Regions from separate parts of the Danio rerio genome. Here region 1 is linked to region 2. Evidence: chromatin contacts called from public Micro-C data. All regions are on one chromosome and are shown on one strand. The core of a region is the stretch at or near the end of the contact, and the rest is flanking DNA. Distances in the headings are between cores, read along the strand shown.

Evidence for each region. A called contact is a pair of places that touch in the nucleus more often than the background predicts.
Region 1: a Micro-C map of caudal fin shows a contact between it and region 2, with 5 times the contacts expected there. The contact joins the promoter of rufy2 here to the promoter of dna2 in region 2. A contact is called at or near these places in 1 of 18 Hi-C or Micro-C datasets (caudal fin) and 1 of 4 datasets of contacts at active chromatin or transcription factors (embryo).

The regions. Positions count from the first base shown.
Region 1 is chr13:26,070,790-26,073,999 of GRCz12tu, reverse strand. It overlaps rufy2 (RUN and FYVE domain containing 2), which reads left to right and starts at 1,521. Exons shown (of 19, transcript NM_001105681.2): 1 at 1,521-1,558; 2 at 2,047-2,165. The coding sequence starts at 2,090.
Region 2 is chr13:25,973,150-25,976,736 of GRCz12tu, reverse strand. dna2 (DNA replication helicase/nuclease 2) reads right to left here and starts at 1,256. Exons shown (of 23, transcript XM_682882.10): 1 at 977-1,256; 2 at 831-878. The coding sequence starts at 1,006. LOC137490477 (tripartite motif-containing protein 72-like) reads left to right here and starts at 3,255. Exons shown (of 6, transcript XM_073920874.1): 1 at 3,255-3,587. The coding sequence starts at 3,295.

The DNA of each region.
Region 1 (3,210 bases), core at 272-2,771, 97 kb before region 2:
AATTATTTTGTTTGCATGAAAGGTGCAGACAGGTTCATTCAATTCACCTTGATGAAATCTTCGAAATCAGATGAAAGCTTGCCCTCTCATAACAACCTACTACTTTTGCTTCATTCTTCAAAGAAGACCACAATTAAAAACCACTCGTAAAGACTTCAATCAAGCCTCAAGCACACATTATTTTAATTTGTAGACTGAAGTAGTAAAGAAAAAATTATGTTAATTATAAATAATGATTTTTATGAACACTGAAGCATAAGATTGACCCAGTGGGTCATACCATCTGACCTTTCCTACTTCAAGTTCAGAGTAGTTAAAATAAAAACAGTACGCTCACCATTTATTTACCTTTACATAGTTCTTTATGTGTTTTCTTTTTTCTGTTGAACACAAAATTTGATATTTTGACAAATGTTAGACTTGTTACTATTGACTTGCATATAAGAAAAACAAATAGGCCTACCATGCATTTCAAAGTTTCCAACACTTTCCAAAAATAATTTATTGCGTTCAACAAAGCTCAAACACGTTTGGGACAAGTGATGGATGAGTAAATGATGACAGAAATTTCAGTTTTTTAATATAATATTGCAAAATCCACTTTTTGGAGAACACCGCCATCTCCTGGTTAAAGATACAGCATAGTGGGTGTTTTAGTACTTTATTAAGTCACTGAATTTTATTTTTTTTTCTAAACAGAGCCTATACCCTTATTCTTTAAAGTAAAATTAAGCTCATCAACACTGAATTTCTTTAATTGAAAGTAAAAACAGTAATGTAGAGTAATACAATAGGTTAATAAAATATAATCATATAATAATATATTAAATAATGATAACTATTTCGAATATACCAATAAATAAAACACGTTTATAATAAATCATTTTGTAATTATTGCAAAGATAACATTTCAACATGATTAAGCCATCCTCAGTGGCACACCATCCTTCAGAAATAATTATAATATGCTGAATGTGTTGCTTAATAAACATTTTTTGTCATAATAATTACTATCAATAATACAGACGTTCTGCTTAATAATTTTGAGGACACCATAATACATTATTTAGGACTCTTTTTTCCATATAGCCCATTCAAAACATCAGAACTACTTGAAATACACTTGAATGCCATTTCAGTGCAACATATTTTACATTCACTTTTCTATTATTATTTTATTTTGAAGTGAGTCTGCACTTCCACAATAGCATCACGCAAAATGTGCTAAAAAGCATTGTGTCTATTAATATTAGTCATGTCCCTGCATCCCTTTCCTCATTCCTAGCAGTGAATGCAGTATCATTCAGAATCCCACTTCCTCATCAGCCTGCAGCTCGTCTCTCATTGGCTGACCACTGTACCCAAACACCCCGCCCCCTCTGTGGCTCCGCCTCCCCTGCCCTGCACCCAGCGCACTCAGCTGTTCCATCGAGAGACATCTCCTCCCCACTGGCTGCTAATGCAGCAAATGGAGCTGCTCCACTAACAGACATTGGTCAGATCTCTACACCTAGAAGTACCAGAACAACACCAGCACAGGGTGTGGGTTTAACTGGGGGTAAGTGTATATTATATTGCTTAACATCATTCAGAGATTTACATTTTAAAGCAGAAGTGATTGGTTGCTCAACTAATAGGATAAAGCATTGATGTTTGTGCTGTGGTTAGAAGATCTAGATGTTTACTTTACTGCACTGAAGTCTTAGGGAGTGTTGAGTCTATACAGACTGAATGTGTATGTGCAAATCCTCCCATGTGAGGCAGGGACAGTGGTGCAGGAAATCAGAGTCATATGATAGCCAGACATTGAGAGCAGATCAGCAGAAAAACAACAGAAACGTGTTGAGGTTGTGACTGAGTTCAGCTAAGAGCTGGATTTAGGTCAGCGATTTTTAAGCAGCTGTGTGAACGTTAGCTTTTATTTTATATCTGAATATGAATGTTTATACTGATTATTGGTTCTTCTGTTAAACAGAAAGGATTGCATTTGATGTGACTTATTCATTGGGTATAAAGTGTTGTATGTCTGTGTTCACTGAAAAACAGGTTCATTCATTTAGACCCTGAAGGGGGTTTTGGAGTGGCAGTCATGTATTCCCCTCAGAGTCTTCACCGATGGGGCATCACACATAGTGAAAGTATGGAGCGTTTGGCCTACAGTCAAGGTAAGCTTTCACAAATCTAAAATATTAAGTTCAAATACACAATGTGGAACTGCAGACCTATGCTTTTGTAGCTAGAACAGAGTGGTGGTGACACCCATAGTCTATGAGGAGAATAATGCAGACTCGGCACCATCGAGCTGGTTGTGAGCTGAGGCTGTTGATGTTTGAATTCCTACTGTTTGTTTTGAGTCTTTATTACTCACTCTGATGTTGTCTTCTTTATTTTTCTGTGATATAAATGAAGAAGGTTGCATGCATTCATTATCAGCATTATGCTTTAAGAAATGCTTTATCCAATAAAATGCACATACCGTATTAGGCCCAAGTGATGCACACACCGTAGGGGTTAGGAAAATCTTTCCAATATTGTTGTAAAATCTGTTTGAAATTGTGTTAACAAAAAGGTGGCTGGTTTCCGATGGTTTGCTGGTTCTAGTCCCAGCTGGGACAGGAGGCTACTTAATTGAGTAAACAAAATTGGCTGTATACGTATATACTAAAGTCTATAGGTGTGTGTACATGTGAGAGTGTATGGGTGTTTCCCAGTACTGGGAAGGGCATCCACCGCATAAAAAATATGTCAGTAGTTGTTTTGTTTTGCTGTGGTGACTTGATAAATCAGGAATTAAACTGGAGTATATCGAGTGAGTGAGTGTTCACAAAACCTTGATCTCCACCATTGGTCTTTGTGCACAATTGTGCGTTAAGGCGTAAATGCAACAATTATTTAGTGCAAAGCCAAAGACCTTGTGAGAAAACAACATTAGTAGAAATGTGAGGCAAATATACCTGTTGTGTACATCAGAAAAGCAAGTTATCAGATTCATATTATTGTCACTGTCAACTGGAGATAAACGTATAAACTAATTTAAACATTAATGTTATACAAATTTGTGTGCATTGGGCAAAGCAAAATGAACTGCAATACTAAGGAGACATGCACAAGCACAAAAAGTGTTTTCCACCAAACTCTTGTATATCCTAGAACATGACACCCTTTTGTGATACTGTTGCTTCTTCTTTTTCCAAAGCTTAACGCTATTCT
Region 2 (3,587 bases), core at 7-2,506:
TGTCTTGTGTTTAAGCATGGGCCGGATTAAGATAACGGTTTGATAATAAATATCTGTTAATAAAAAATATCATGGTTTCACGGTATTGTGATTACCGCTCTAAAATATGTTCTTTTTAAATGTCTGGGTAAAAAAATAATAATAATTTTCCCCCTTTGAACACAACATATTTTATTTTGAGAAACATTTAAAATATTTTGGGATAGTGAACATATCTGTCTAGGCATCGGACGCTAACCGTTTTCAATATTACTGTGGTTTGGAAAATTCAAGGTTTTAAAACAGCGAACATTTTCTGTAATACCGTTCCTAAGTATCTGTAAGATTTTTTATTTACATTTTTGTTTTTTATGACAACAGTATCTCTAGCAGAAAAAATATCCAAAGATGCCATTTTAAATTGTACAGAAATCTTTGTTTTTGAAACAAATGAAGACAGCAGAAGTCAATGACTCATTTTAATTATATGGTCTGACATGTTTACTGCTCCAAAATATCATAAATCTTTCGAAAAAAAAAAAAAAAAAAAGAATATATTGAATTTAAAGGGGAAAAAGGTTTTGTTTTTTACCAAGAAATTTAAAAAGAATATATTTTGGAGCAATAATTACAATACCGGGATACTGACTGTTAAACGTTTTTTTCATAAATAAAATGTAAGGAAAGTGAATTGTGATCAGAGCTATCGGTCTCTAACCTTCAAACATCCTTTTGTGCTGTACAGAATAAACAGTCATTGAAGTATGAAACAACATAAGTGTGAGTAAATAATGATGACGTATCATCATTTAAATGTTTAGGTGAACTGTCCCTGTCAGTCGTGTCCTTACCTTTGAGAGGAAAAAGGAAGAAATGTTTGATTGAACTCCACTGACCATCTAAGATTAAAAGGAAGATGTTAGTTAAGGCAACCCGATTTTCACAACTTAAAAACATCTAACAATATAGCAGCAAACGAACTGAATTAAATACTCACAGATGATCGGCTGGATTTGCACTTCATCATTGTAGACGTATGTGAATAAAACGACTGAAGGCGTTTTGTTCTTTGCAGAAAAGCATAACACTCATTCAAAAACTTTAAGCATCTCACACCACTGTAAAGCTGCTCTAAAAGATGAACTTCGTCCAGAAACTGATGACGTTATTCTTACAGCCAGACGGACATCTGAACGTAACTGTTACTTTCACATGAATTAAATGCAATTGCTGGCGTAAATAACGTTTGATTCATCTGTGCAGTGAAACAGATTCCCGCGTAGAATTAATAAACATCACATGATAAGCAACTTCTTCTTCGTTGTTTCTTGTTTGCGGAACTTCCAACGCCATTGCAGATACACTGCCACCCAGTGACAGTCCTATCAGTCAGTCGAGTCGTTTTGCAGTGATCATTATATCATACATAAACAACAAAACCAACAATTATATCGTTGTTGTTTTTTGTAACGAGAGATAAATTTATGATTACCAAGACAACAAACAAACGCTTATTCATGAGGCTCGTTGTTGAAAGCTAACATGTTTTGCTAGCATTTGTTTGGTTTTGTCAAAATTTTGTACACATAAAAAGAAAAAAAAATTAAATAATGTCTACTTTAGTGTTTTATAACGTTTGTGAAAATAATGCAACAATTCAGCTGGCATAAATATATAATATAGGCCTATTTATTATAGGTTGTGCATAAAAATGAAACAACATAGATTTAAACTTGACTCGGTATCTATCATCTTTTCAGTATCGAACACTCTTGGCATGGAAAGCATTACAGTGATGTTACTAACTCCATTGAGTGCATTGTGTCTGACATTGCATCTCTGAGGGATGCAATCTCAGCTTGCATCATAAAGGCTGCATCCAGATGCTGTTAAAAGTATTTGAATCTCTCCTATACTCCTTCCTTAAAATCTCCTATTTCGAATCTCGAGCTACCCCCTATTCAGAACATTGGTTTCCTTTTATGGAAACAGGGATTTTGGAATTGGATTAATCAACAAATTTAATCAGATATTTAACAACAGGAGGCTGAAATCATTTCAGTTATTAAAACAGGAATTTAATTTCCCAAATAACAACTTCTATAATTTTTTGCGACATTTTCTAGAACCGTCTCTTAAGGATGGCAGGATAAGACTTGATCTTTTTGACATGCTAAAACAATTGAAAAAGAAGAAGACAATTTTTTTTTTGCTTTTTTTATTTTGCTTAATGTTATCCAATGTATTGGGCAATTTTGTGGAACTAATTTTAGTGAAGAAAATGGCTTTTGATCTGCTCTGGCATATTTGTTAATAAAAAAATTAATCAGATTGCTATTTAGAAAAACCGACTTATGACTTGCGTCAGAAATCGAATGATTTCTGGCATAACTGGAATCCGCTATGGGAGTTTTTGGAGAATGTTTAATAAAAAACTGTTTTTATTTATTTATATATATTTATTATTTAATTTATGGATTTTTGGTCAATTTTACTCTTTAGAAAATACTTCAATTACAAGCCTATGGCTATATTATTATATATGATGACATGAGACACCTATACCACTGTTCCGTCAGTGCAAATCTTTAACTAAATGTTTAAAAAAGAAAAAATTCAATGAAAAAATAAACAACATATATGGTTATATATTTAACCATATATCTATAGATTAACAATTATATATTATTTTGTGGCTGTACTGTGATTCGTTTTAACATGTCATCAAATGGTTCTTGCTTATAAATATTTAGCCAACATTTTAATGTATGTCAAGTGAAATGTATAATAGTCTTAATCATTAATTTAGTTTCACACAACAAACAAAAAATAGGCAGGACATGTTTTAAAGAATGGAGGGAAAATGGTTTTGATGCCTGAAAAATTATTTCCATCTTGGACTCCAAGGATGTCAGTCTGTTTTGAAAACTGATTTTTAAACTGATTTTCAACTTGTTAGTGCTTTACAGATGTGAGAGACTTTAATAAAAAAAATACAACAGTACATTATGCCATGTAAAGTAATCAGTAATAAAAAGGTGTATTTAAACAAACTATTTAATGATGCACATTAGCAACACAACCACAGTTAAATAAAAAATTACACTCAAATCTTCTAAATATTAAATTACAAATAAACTGTTATATGCTATCTAACTTGAACATTTTAACTTAGAGCTGTAATGCAGCATCAGCCAGCTATTTTAAAATGTTTCATATGCTGTTGTTGCATTAATAGACATGCACAGCTTATTGTAACTGAATACCCTCATAACAAAATGGCAATGAAATCTGAGTCTCATCTTTGAAATATTGATGCCGAGCCACCACACACAGGCAGTAGAAGCTGCAGATATGGACGCTCCAGAAGAAAAACTGAAATGTCCTGTTTGTGTAGATGTCTTCACAGACCCTGTGTGCCTCCCATGCGGGCACGACTTCTGCCAAACCTGCATCCAATCAGTCTGGAACATGGATGAGCCCAAAACATCCACAGAAGAGCCGCTTTTCTGTCCAGAATGTCAGATCCTGCTTCCTCCAGACCTCGGGCTTCAGATCAACTCAGATCTTCAGCGGAAAGTTCAGGATGTTTTTGCAGAAGCTTCGCA